Regions from separate parts of the Sus scrofa genome. Here region 2 is linked to region 1. The links are chromatin contacts, called in public HiChIP or PLAC-seq maps. All regions are on one chromosome and are shown on one strand. Each heading gives the region's core, a stretch centred on a gene start, on an enhancer-like site or on the middle of the called end of the contact. The rest is flanking DNA. Distances are from core to core; before and after follow the strand shown. Region 1 overlaps DOPEY2 (protein dopey-2). Region 2 overlaps MORC3 (MORC family CW-type zinc finger protein 3).

Evidence for each region. HiChIP or PLAC-seq counts read pairs in DNA pulled down with a chosen protein or histone mark.
Region 2: a contact with region 1 is called in an H3K27ac HiChIP or PLAC-seq map of alveolar macrophages. The contact joins two enhancer-like sites. A contact is called at or near these places in 17 of 47 Hi-C or Micro-C datasets (alveolar macrophages, blood, embryonic fibroblasts and 9 more) and 2 of 2 datasets of contacts at active chromatin or transcription factors (alveolar macrophages and skeletal muscle).

Annotation. Positions count from the first base shown.
Region 1 is chr13:199,940,482-199,946,961 of Sscrofa11.1, forward strand. It overlaps DOPEY2 (protein dopey-2), which reads left to right. Exons shown (of 39, transcript XM_003132763.4): 21 at 1-1,015; 22 at 1,784-1,895; 23 at 2,783-2,971; 24 at 6,218-6,340. Among named protein-coding and RNA genes, the nearest start is that of MORC3, 53 kb to the right of the region's middle. Within about 2 kb of position 3,845, at least 6 of the 83 cell types and tissues checked have an H3K27ac peak or open chromatin away from gene starts, as enhancers often do. A contact at or near this core is called in alveolar macrophages, where this site is marked.
Region 2 is chr13:200,008,498-200,014,977 of Sscrofa11.1, forward strand. It overlaps MORC3 (MORC family CW-type zinc finger protein 3), which reads left to right. Exons shown (of 17, transcript XM_003132764.4): 3 at 1,383-1,515; 4 at 2,727-2,941; 5 at 4,005-4,152. Among named protein-coding and RNA genes, the nearest start is that of MORC3, 15 kb to the left of the region's middle. Within about 2 kb of position 3,789, at least 1 of the 83 cell types and tissues checked has an H3K27ac peak or open chromatin away from gene starts, as enhancers often do. A contact at or near this core is called in alveolar macrophages, where this site is marked.

The DNA of each region.
Region 1 (6,480 bases), core at 2,595-5,094:
TCCTGCTGTACCTGCAGCCCTACGACTCGCGGCGGGTGCTGTACGCCTTCTCCGTGCTGGAGGCCGTGCTCAAGACCAACCCCAAGGAGTTCGTCGAGGCCGTGTCCAGGACCAGCATGGACACCAGCTCCACCGCGCACCTCAACCTCATCTCCAACCTCCTTGCTCGCCACCAGGAGGCGCTCTCGGGCCAGAGTTTCTACGGAAAGCTCCAGACCCAAGCCCCCAACGTGTGCCCACACTCTCTGCTGATCGAGCTCCTCACCTACCTGTGCCTGAGCTTCTTGCGGAGCTACTACCCCTGTTACCTGAAGGTCTCCCACCGAGACCTCCTGGGCAACCGGGACGTCCAGGTCAAAAGCGTGGAGGTTTTGATCCGACTGATGACACAGCTGGTGTCAGTGGCCAAGTCGGCCGAAGGGAGGAACGTGGAGTTCATCCACAGCCTGCTGCAGAGGTGCAGAGTCCAGGAGTTCGTCCTGCTCTCCCTGTCCGCGTCCATGTACACCAGCCAGAAGCGCTACGGACTGGCCACCGCCGAGAGGGGCCGGGTGCTGCGGGAGGATGGCTTCTTCGAGGAGCGTCTCATCAACCTGGGCCAGGACCAGATCTGGAGCGAGCATCCGCTACAGATCGAGCTGCTGAAGCTGCTGCAGGTGCTCATCGTCCTGGAGCACCACCTGGGGCAGGTGCTCGAGGAGGCGGAGCATCCGCCAGACCTGTCCCTGGAGTGGCGGCGGGCCCTGAACTTCCAGCAGGCCATCAGCGCCATGCAGTATGTGCAGCCGCACCCCCTCACGTCACAAGGTCTACTGGTGGCTGCGGTGGTGCGGGGCCTGCAGCCAGCCTATGGCTACGGCATGCACCCCGCTTGGGTCAGCCTGGTCACGCATTCCTTGCCCTACTTTGGGAAGTCCCTGGGCTGGACAGTGACACCCTTCCTGGTCCAGATTTGCAAAAACTTGGACGAGCTGGTCAGGCAGTATGAAAGCGAATCCGTGAAGCTCTCTGTCAGGTACAGTGCACCCTTTGATGTGCTGCTATTGCTTTAATCATAGCTTTTGTCACAAGTGGCTGATTTGCCCTAGAAGCCGATTGGCGGGGCACTTCAACCTAATCAAAAACCTCGTTAGCATCATCAAGAGGGGTATAACAAGGAGCTAAATGTTCAGCTCCTTTATTTTTAATTCTACGTGGCTACCCAGGCTAGATAGGACGAGTCAGTCACTCCATTCTTTTTGCAAAACAGAAATAGAAATGTGAATCTTCTTCATGGAAATTCTGAACCATCTGAAAACATTTTTCCAAAGCGACTATATAAATGTAAAACAGCACAGAAGATGCCTATCAATATCATAACAGTATTTCATTACAGGAGCCCAGTTTTTTAAGGTAGTGATAGCTCTCTGGTTTCTATGTTTATATGTAGGATTAAAAACCTTTATGGCCTCATTTTTTAAAATTCTCAAAACCAGAGTTCCCATCGTGGCGCAGTGGTTAACGAATCCGACTAGGAACCATGAGGTTTCGGGTTCGATCCCTGCCCTTGCTCAGTGGGTTAACGATCCGGCGTTGCCGCGAGCTGTGGTGTAGATTGCAGACACGGCTCGGATCCCGCGTTGCTGTGGCTCTGGCGTAGGCCGGTGGCTACAGCTCCGATTCAACCACTAGCCTGGGAACCTCCATATGCCGCGGGAGCGGCCCAAAGAAATAGCAAAAAAAATAAAAAATAAATAAAATAAAATAAAATTCTCAAAACCAATTTCTTGTTTCTTCACTAAAGCATAACCTCCAAGAGGGAAAACGTTTCTCCAGATTATCCACTCACTCTTTTGGAAGGTCTAACAACCATTAGTCATTTTTGTCTTTTGGAACAACCCAACCACAACAAAAAGGTAAATCATTTTTTTCCTGAGTCTGGGATAGTTTTCATATATTGTTTTGTCTTCATTGGGGTTCTGTTTCAATTAAGAAATGTTTATATGTGAGTAACACAAATATATATGCACATGTTAATGCAATTGAATACACATGTGAATAATGCAGATGTGTATGCAGATAGATGCAAATGTATGTGAGTAATGCAAATATGGTTTTGTTCTTGCTAGAACTTCCTGTGGGCAGCTTCAGCCTCAACCAGTGTGAGATAGAATGTAATCTTTCTCCCATGTATTTTTTTCACTTGACCTTATGGAATCTGAAGATGTTTTAACTGTTGGTTGCTCTACCCTATCTGGGATTAAATTTTAGAACACAGCTAGTGCTTTGGCTGAGTGATTGAAGAGTGTGTGATGAGGAGTCTCAGACTCGCAGGCATCCCTCTTTGAAAGAAAGGTCTGGGCTTAAATGCTCAAGGAGGGAGTTCCCATCATGGTTCAGTGGTAACGAACTCTACTAGTATCCATAAGGATGCAGGTTCGATCCCTGGCCTTGCTCAGGGGGTTAAGGATCCGGTGTTGCCGTGAGCTATGGTGTAGGTTGCAGAAGAGGCTCAGATCCTGCGTTGCTGTGGCTGTGGTGTAGGCCGGCAGCTGCAGCTCCAGTTCGACTCCTAGTCTGGGAATTTCCATATGCCACGAGTGCAGCCAAAAAAAAAAAAAATACTAAAAATAAATGCTTAGGGAGACATCTTACTTTCCAAGCACATGTGGGCCTCCCTGGGGAGGGTGCTGCAGCTCAGCCTTCATCCCACCAGCACAGCATCCTCACAGAAAGGGAAACGCACCACAGACCAGTGAGTCTCACATGTTCCTTTTTTTTTTTTTTTTTTTTCTTTTTCCAGGCCACAGCTGTGAGTGACCCTACCAATTTGAAAAATGCCAAGAATGCTATTCTGGAAGAGCTGCCCCGAATTGTTAACACCATGGCCCTTCTCTGGAATGTTCTCAGAAAGGAGGAGACTCAAAAGAGACCCGTGGATCTCCTTGGAGCCACGAAAGGATCCTCTTCGGTTTACTTTAAAACCACCAAAGTAAGAGAGCTTCCTCTGTGGGTCTGTGATTTCCTTTGACTTGTATTGTCCCACCCCAAATAAAAATGTGCAGGGATATATACATAAGTAATCAAACCTCACGTGCTCAGTGAAACCCACATTAGAGGGAAGTTGGAGGTAGAAGTCTCCCGTTTGTTTATTGGAATAAGTTTCCTATTCACGGGAAGAAAGGCTTTGTGAGTAGTTTTCAGTTTATTTTCACCTTTACCCTTAAAAAAAAATAAATAAATACAGTCTCTGGGGTTTTGGTGGCTGGGGGTTCAAGTGAGAGACCTGACATTCTCACCCTGTTTCTCAGAAGCATCTCTGCTAAGACAGCTAATCTCTGCTTTCAGTGATGCCTTGAATATGCATTGAGGCATCTGAGTTTTTTTATTAAACCAGCAGCACACAACCTAGAGCACTTCTAGTTCTATTACTGAATCAAACTTGGGTCGGTCCACTCTCCCGCACGCAGTAAAGTCGGTCTGCTGACACTGGATTGTGGGGAAGGAAAGGGCATCGTTCATGGTCCGTACTGGACAAGAGGGACAGGCAGCTAGTGCCCACAAACCCGGACTCCCCATTGAATTTCAGGGAAGTTTTTAAGGACCACGAGGGGACCTTTGAAAGGTGTGTAATCAGCTCATTCACAATCCTCTGACTAGTTGATGATGGGGTAACAGGGTGATGTTGCAGGGGTGAGCATCAGTCTTCAGGCTCCAGCCTGGCTGGGGGCTACATCCTCATGACCATCATGCAGTTTGCTTCTTCTATTTGGTAGGAGTTTTAGTATCTGTACAACAACTTAGGAATGTGCCCCAGACACGATTATCTGTGTACTTCATGGAGGAACTAAAGATTCTGTGACTGCCATATGACTAATTTGTTTACATTGTTACCAGTTCCTCCTGGCTCAACTGCTACATGTCACTACATGTTCATATCCTTTCAATCATTAATCTTTTTAGGGGTTTTTTTTGCTTTTTTAGGGTCATCCCCGGAGCATATGGACGTTCCCAGGCTAGGGGCTGAATCAGAGCTGCAGCTATTGGCCTACACCACAGCCGCAGCAACGCGGAGTCCTTAACCCATTGAGCGAGGCCAGAGATTTGAACCCGCATCCTCATGGATGCTAGTCAGATTTGTTACCGCTGAGCAACAATGGGAAATCTAATCATTAATTTTTATTTTTTATTTATTTATTTATTTATTTTTTGTCTTTTTGCCTTTTCTAGGGCTGCTCCCGCCGCATATGGAGGTTCCCAGGCTAGGGGCTGAATCAGAGCTGCAGCTATTGGCCTACACCACAGCCGCAGCAACACAGAGTCCTTAACCCATTGAGCGAGGCCAGAGATTTGAACCTGCATCCTCATGGATGCTAGTCAGATTTGTTACCGCTGAGCCACAATGGGAACTCCAATCATTAATTTTTATTTTTTATTTTTTATTTTTTTGTCTTTTTGCCTTTTCTAGGGCTGCTCCCGCAGCATATGGAGGTTCCCAGGCTAGGGGTCGAATCGGAGCTGTAGCCACCGGCCTACACCAGAGCCACAGCAATGCCAGATCCGAGCCGCATCTGCAGCCTACACCACAGCTCATGCCAACACCGGATCTTCAACCCACTGAGCGAGGCCAGAAATCGAACCCACAACCTCATGGTTCCTAGTCAGATTCATTAACCACTGAGCCACGACAGGAACTCCCAATCATTAATTCTTGAGTCAGGCTTTTGCAACTTAGGGAAGGCCCAGGAGACTATAAAGCTTTTCTACAGACAAGAGGTGGGCTGAGCCTCGGTTTCCTCCTCTGTGAAGTGAGTCTGTTATTAGTGGCCTACCTACTGGGCTATTGAGAAGATTCCATTTGGCAGTGGCTAAGATTGATCAAGCCCTCTGCTCAAGCCCTCTCTGAAGGACCCAAGGTCTTGAGCTGGGACCTCCATCCTGTCTCCTGAGCAGACACCGTGGTGGGAGGGAAAGGACCTGCCCATCCCACGCTCAGCAGTATCTAACATGATGCCAAACAAGGGCAGCGGGGACATAGTAAGCCCAGAGTAAATTCATTCATTTGACAGATATTTGCCTGCCCGCTGCTGTGGACCAGGCCCTGTTAATACATGAGTGGATAAGGGAGATGAAGTAAGTCCTTGTCCTCCTGGCAGACACAGACATATAACCATCAATTTTTAAATGATGATGAGTTTCCCATCGTGGCTCAGTGGTTAACAAACCCGACTAGCATCCATGAGGACACGGGTTCGATCCCTGGCCTTGCTCAGTGGGTTAAGGATCCAGTGTTGCCGTGAGCTGTGGTGTAGGTTGCAGATATTGCTTGGATCCCACGTTGCATAGGCTCTGGCGTAGGCCAGTGGCTACAGCTCCGATTCAAACCCAAGCCTGGGAACCTCCATATGCCGCGGCCCTAAAAGACAAAGAAAAAATCATAGTAATAATATAAAATGATGATGAGAAGCGCTGCAAAGACATGTAGGGAGCTCTGACAGCGTGTGACCCGGGGACCTGACCTAGTCTGGGGTGGAGGAGGCCTTGCTGAGGCAGAGTGGCTGAACTGAGACCCAGATCGAAAGGATTTGACCAGGGGAGGTGAGTGTTGGAGGCTGGGGGGCCCCCAGGCTTCACAGAGGGAGGAACGTAGAGGTTTCAGGAGTGGAGAGAGATCCACGCATGGCAGAAGGGAGTGACGAGTGACGTCTAGGGCCGTGTGGGTTTATTTGTAATTGGTTATGTAATAAAATTAGTTAAATGTACGTATTTTTGGACATTGAAAAGGCATTTTTTTCTGATGAATATAAGCCCTTCCTGGGCTGGTTGAGACAAGCCGAGGCTGGGGGCTTTCAGGAGGAGAACAGTCCCAGCTCTGCTGCTTGGCCCTCCCCTTCTCACTACGTCTGCAAAGCCTTGGGGGGCTTCCTTGGAGCCCCTGCCCTGCTGGTAACTGCTCGAAGGTGGTAGTCATCACCCCCAAGAGTCTCTTCCTGCTCAGCTCAGCTGGCAGCCCGTCTGGTCACCTGGGGGCCTGGCTGGTCACCTGGCCGCCCACCACCCTCTCATCGAGCGCTTCCAGGTGGCGCTCCAGCCCCTCCCCTTCCCAGGATCACACAGCCTGATGCTGAGAGGTCCGCACAGCCTGGCCCCGGGGGTCACAGGCACCGGTGGTGGGGTGTCTAGTCCCCCAGAGCCCGCATTCTGCCCTGCTCTACCTTTTCTTGTTTCTGTTTTCTAGACCATACGACAGAAAATTTTAGACTTCTTGAACCCCTTGACGGCCCACCTGGGAGTGCAGTTAACAGCAGCTGTTGCCGCCGTGTGGAGCCGGAAGAAAGTGAAACGCCACAGTAAGACGAAGGTAGGGCCAAGGATCAGAGCAGTAGCTAAACTTACTCGGACAAAATACCAAGTGGTCAGGTGCAGGCAAAGGGGACACCACAGGCTGACACGGGAGACTGTCGATGTAGCGATGTAGCGAATGGATGATGTTCCACTGTT
Region 2 (6,480 bases), core at 2,539-5,038, 68 kb after region 1:
GGAGGTAACTCAGCTTTATTGAAATGCATAGTGTTTCTCTAGTCTTGGGTTAGAGCACCTCAAAATTGTGGTGTATCAGATTTTATTATTTATTTTTATTTTTTTAATTTTTTTTTTTTTGTCTTTTTGCCTTTTCTAGGGCCGCTTCCCGTGGCATATGGAGGTTCTCAGGCCAGGGGTCTAATCGGAGCTGTAGCCGCCAGCCTACGCCAGAGCCACAGCAATGCCGGATCCAAGCCGTGTCTGCGACCTACGCCACAGCTCAAGGCAACGCCAGATCTTTAACCCACTGAGCAAGGCCAGGGATTGAACCCACAACCTCATGGTTCCTAGTCGGATTCGTTAACCACTGAGCCACGAAGGCAACTCCATAATTTAAGTTTTTTTATGAAGCTGAAGTGGTTGATGAAAAAGATTGTTTGATTTTAACTGTAGGCTTATGGAAGGACAGCCCGAGACCCATTACTTGTATTATACTAAAGACTTCAAAATACACCTCAGAAGTATTTTTAGTCAGTTAGGGATATCCAGATAGATCTTAGTTCACAAGTTGATTTTATTACTGCTACTGTTGAAATTTTTTTTACTTTCCTTTGATATGTTCCTTTACACTTGAGGGAAACAAGTATGCTACACATGGGTGTTAAAATGGGGGAGGTGTACTGAGGTCAGAGACTTGTACTAGCCATCAGAAGGTTTTGGTAGATTGAAAAGGGCCTTTTTTTTTTTTTTTTTTGCTTTTTAGGGCTGCACCCGCAGCATATGGAGATTCCCAGGCTTTAGGGGTCGAATCGGAGCTGCAGATGCTGGCCTGCACCACAGCCAGGCAGTGCTGGATCCCTAACCCACTGAGTGAGGCCAGGGGTCGATTATATAACCTCATGGTTACTAGTTGGATTCATTTCCCCTACACCACAACGGGAACTCCGAAAAGGGCCACAATTTGAAGAACTGTGTTAAAGGTAAACCTTCATCTGTGCATCTCCTTCCTTGTCGGCTTGTAATGCTGTTGACACTCAGATCTCAGTTTCCCTTATGATAGCTAGGCTAGCTCTTTGGGGAGAAGATTCCTTGCCTTGGTCATTTCTTCAGTGCAGTGATTGTTCTTGCTTTACACTTTTTCAGTGTAGTGGGTACCAGCCTTTGCTCTCTATATAACAAATGGGGGGCTTTGGATGGAGTTAATTCCATAATAGTCAGTGAATTATATATAGCATTGTACAGTTTAGTTTCATGTTGTCAAGTCTTAGAAGTTCCTAACATTTTAGCTTCTAAAATTTCCTTAAAATGTATTATTCTGTTGCTTTGTTAAAGGCTTGTTCAGAACTGATTGCTCTTCTTTAAAATGCAGAATCAAAATTTTCAAAACTTTTGTTTCCCAGATAATGCTTACGATCCTGATGTGAATGCCAAACAGATATGGATTGACAAAACAGTGATAAATGATCATGTATGCCTGACTTTCACTGATAATGGGAACGGTATGACTTCAGACAAGCTACATAAAATGCTAAGGTATGGGAAAGTGTCGCACTTCTTAAAATCATTGCTTTTACTTGATTCACTTGTTTCATGTGTCATACGTCTTGCCTGTAGTTTTTGTTTTTTAAACATGAAATGCTATACCCACAGTGTGCTCTATTCTCTAAATATTCTATCATTTTCTACCACTGTTAGATTATTAGGCTATTCCTGCCATTTTCATCACCCTCTCCACGTCTCATTTATCTAAAATTCCACCATTCCTTTTAGAGTTGTAGCATATTGACATCAGTTTTATTTTTTATAGTTTTAACTACTATTTCCAGTAAAACTTAACACTTTGGGGATGCTGGACCAGTGGATTGATTGATTGATTGATTGATTTTAGGGCCGCACCCACGGCATATGGAGGTTCCCAGGCTAGGGGTCAAATCAGAGCTGCAGCTATGGGCCTACACCACAGCCACAGCAACGCCAGATCAGAGCTACATCTGCGACCTACACCACAGCTCATAGCAAAGCCAGATCCTTAACCCACCGAGTGAGGCCAGGGATCAAACCTGAGTCCCTCATGGATCCTAGTCAGATTCCTTTTCTGCTGAGCCACGACAGGAACTCCTGAGCCACAGCGGGAACTCCAAACCAGTGGTTTTAAAGTGATTCAGAGGATGAGGAGGTAGCATAGTTGTAAGTCAGGAGTTCTAGGGTCACAGAATAGAATGTCAGGATGAAGCCAGACATGCCTGAAATGTGAACTGAGATACATAGTACAGGTGCAGGGTAGAGGGAAGATTCGGCAGCAGAAACCTTTCTACTGTCTCTCAAGTACTCTTCATACTGCACAAAAAGGTAGGTTGACCCGATCATAATAGTGCATAGTATATCAAGCTTGTTGAAAGTAAGAGAATCATTTACACTTAGAGGAAGAAATTTCATGGGGTGAAATCTCAAGGTCCCAGGAGCCTAAATTATAATTCAGCCCTTTAGCCAGGATGTGCCAGGCAGTGAGCTCCTGTTTTAGTATGTGTAATCCTTATTCGCCCCTACGACACAGATTTGGTTTCCATAATTTCAGAGATGGGGAAGCACGTGAAGACAGATTAAAAGTAAGTCGCCCAAGATTATACAACTCGGATGGAAGGATGAGGCAGCATTCAAACTTAGGCTTTTTACTTGGTGTCGCAGTTTTTGAATTAAAATAAATGAAGATTATACGTATTTATTAAGAGTTTTTTTCTTTTTAGCTTTGGCTTCAGTGACAAAGTCACCATGAATGGTCACGTCCCAGTTGGATTGTATGGGAATGGCTTCAAGTCAGGTTCTATGCGTTTGGGTAAAGATGCAATCGTTTTTACCAAAAACGGAGAAAGCATGAGCGTGGGCTTCTTGTCTCAGACCTACTTGGAAGTCATAAAAGCAGAACATGTTGTTGTCCCAATAGTGGCATTCAGCAAAGACCATATCCTTTGGATTTTGAAATGGAAACTCTCAAGAAATATTCTGAACTATTCCATCCTTTTGCCCTCCTCCAGATTCTTGTTTTTTCATCATATCTTCCATTCTAGCACTCGTTCCTATCCACTGCCTCTATCCAGCATTTGGTGCTAAATGCTTGTCCTTTTCTCCTCACTCTTGGGATTGTGCCATGGACATTCTTTTTTTTGGGGGGGTGGGTGGCAAACCAACGGCATGTGGAAGGCCCCGGGCTAGGGGTTGAATCAGAGCTGTAGCTGCCAGCATACGCCACAGCCGTAGCAATGCCAGATCTGATCCGTGTCTGCGATTTACACCCACAGCTCATGGCAACGCCAGATCCTTTAACCCACTGCGTGAGGCCAGGGATTAAACCTGCATGCTCATGGATCCTAGTTGGGTTCATTGCTGCAGAGCCGCAATGGGAACTCTGCCGTGGACGTTTTTAACTTAAGGTGATTGAATTTTATGTTAAGCTTCCCATAGCTCTGCTCTTTATTTCACTTTTTGTGTGGTCTAATAAGACTTATGATCTGGCTTGAAGTTTTTACCGACCATGAAAAGCAAGGTATCTGTAGGAAAATGTCTTCTGTGTAAACATTCACATGTTGGAAGTCATTAAATGAGTTAAGAATCATAATATACTTCTTTATACTTCCTCCTCCTTGGTGTTCATTTGAAGTCAAACTGTCGTTTTATTTTGTTTATTTATTTTTCTTTATTTCGGCTGTACCTGCAGCATAGGAAGTTGCGGTGGCAACGCTGGATCCTCAACCCCACTGCCCCACAGCAGGAACTTCTAAGATTAGTGTTCCCTTTTTTTTGGTCATGCCCATAGCATGTGGAAGTTCCTGGGCTAGGGATCAACCAGCAGCATGTCAGTGACAACGCCATATACTTAACCAGCTTAGCCACACAGGAGCTCCCCTGCTGTCATTTTAAAACTTAGAAAATAATTTAGGAGATGATTTTTCAGTTAGTTGAGTTGGTTTCCAGGTTTTAATTGTGAAAAATATGTTGTTGGTCTAAGTCTTTAACTTAAGGTGTACGGCAGATAATTAATTCAACAGAATCAAAAGCGAGCCTTGCTGCAATTCTGGAACATTCTCTGTTTTCTACGGAACAGAAATTACTAGCAGAACTTGATGCTATCATGAGTACGAAGGGGACAAGGATCATCATTTGGAATCTGAGAAGGTAAATACAGACCTCAGCTGGTTATTAACCATTTGGGAAGTAAAGTGCATGTGCAGGAATGGTTTCATTACATTCATCCGTTGTTACTCAGAGCAATATATTGGTAGTTCCTCATTTTATGACGTAGTTAATGATACATCTTTTCCAAAGTTATTTTATTAAAGCTACTTTGGCTTCAATGTGAGATAATTTCATATTCCTAAAAATAAATTTCCTAGCCCTGCAGTCTCCATTGCATTCTGTTCTTACTCTTGGTTATATTATACCTCTCCTCAAAAACAAAATAACAACAAAAACACTACCAAAAACGTGTTCCCGGAGTTCCCGTCATGGCGCAGTGGTTAACGAATCCGACTAGGAACCATGAGGTTGCGGGTTTGGTCTCTGCCCTTGCTCAGTGGGTTAATGATCCGGCGTTGCCGTGAGCTGTGGTGTAGGTTGCAGACGCGGCTCGGATCCCACGTTGCTGTGGCTCTGGCGTAGGCTGGCAGCTACAGCTCCGATTGGACCCCTAGCCTGGGAACCTCCATTTGCCGCAGGAGCGGCCCAAGAAATGGCAAAAAGACCAAAAAAAAAATTTCTTCTGAAAAAAAAAAAAAAACGTGTTCCCTTGTGGTGTAGCCATTTAAGGATCTAGCATTGCCCCAGCTGTGGCACAGGCTGGAATGGGTTCAGTCCCTGGCCTGGGAACTTCCACATGCTATAGGTGTGGCTAAAAGAAAAAAAAGGAAAGAAAAAAATGAAAAAAGCACAACCAACAAATCCCAACTTGGGTAGGATAGAGAAAGCATTGTTCATTTGGTTCATTACGTGAAGCTAAGCAGGATTCAGCATCTATTGAGAAAAGTAATATATATGTGTGTGTGTGTGTGTATTTATACACACACACACACACACACACACACACACACGTTTGTCTTTTTAGGGCCGCGCTTGAGACATATGTAAGTTCCCAGGCTAGGGGTCCAATCGGAGCTGTAGCCCCTGGCCTGTGCCACAACCATGGCAACACCGGATCCTTAACCCACTGAGCAAGGCCTGGGATTGAGCCTGTGTCCTTGTGGTTACAGGTTCAATCCCTGCAGTTGGATTTGTTACCCCTGAGCCACAATGGGAACTCTGAGAAAAGTAATATAGATGAGACTTTTGTGTTGTGAAATCTTTGTGAGGATAAAATCCTTTGCAGAGTTTTAAAATTTAGGATGAACGTTAAAAGATCTAAGATCTCTTGACTCATAGGGATAAAGCTCTAATAGTGATAAGTCTAAAATACATTAATTCTTGTGCTTTTCTGACTTCGTTTCCTGACCCTCCACACCCACCCTTCCATTTTTTCTTTTTTTCTCCCCCTTCTTGGCCGCCCTGATGCATATGGAGTTCCCAGGCCAGGGATCAGATTTGAGACACAATTGCAACCTCTGCTGCACCTGTGGCAATGCTGGATCCTTTAACCCACTGTGCTGAGCCAGTGGTTGAACCTGCAACCTGGTGCTGCTGATCCTGTTGTGCGCAGCAGGAACACCTAACTTTTTATGTTGAGATAATTGTAGACATGTAAAGTTGTAAGAAATAGTAGCTCTCAGGTACCCTTTATCCAGTTTCCCCCAGTGGCGACATCTTAGAACACTGTAGTGCAGTAATGCTGTTGATACTGACACTGGTAGACAAGGTGTTTATCACCACAAGGATCCCTTGTATATCCACACCTACTCCTTCCTTAATCCTTGGCAACCTTTAACATGCAACTGGAACCATACAGCGTTCAACCTTTTGGGATTGGCTTTTTTCATTCAGCAGCACTCACTGAAGAGTCATCCAGGTTCTTGTGTGTCTGTTTGCTTCCTTTATCTTGCTGAGTGGTACTGCATTGTATGGATGCACCTCAGTGTGTTTGCCACTCACCTGTTTAAGGACATGTGGATTGTTTACAGTTTTTGGTTATTACAAATAAAGCTATAAAACATGTGCATAGAGGTTTGTGGGACTATGGTCATCATTTTTCTAGGACAAATGCCCAGGAATGTTATTGCTGGGTCATAATGGTAGTTGCATGTTTAATTTCATTTAAGAAACTATCAGAATATTGACTCTACCAGTTGACGTTCCCACTGGCAATGTGTGAGTGAATACAGTTTTTCTCTAGCTTCCTAGATATCTTTTCTTTTTTTCTTTTCATTTTTCTTTTCTTTCTCTCTGTCTCTTTCCCCCTCTCCCTTCCTCCCTCCCTGCCTCCTTCCTTCCCTCCCTCCCTCCCCCAACCATGACTCCTACCACGTGTAGGTATTTTTTTTGTTGTTGTCTTTTGTCTTTTTAGGGCTGCACCCATGG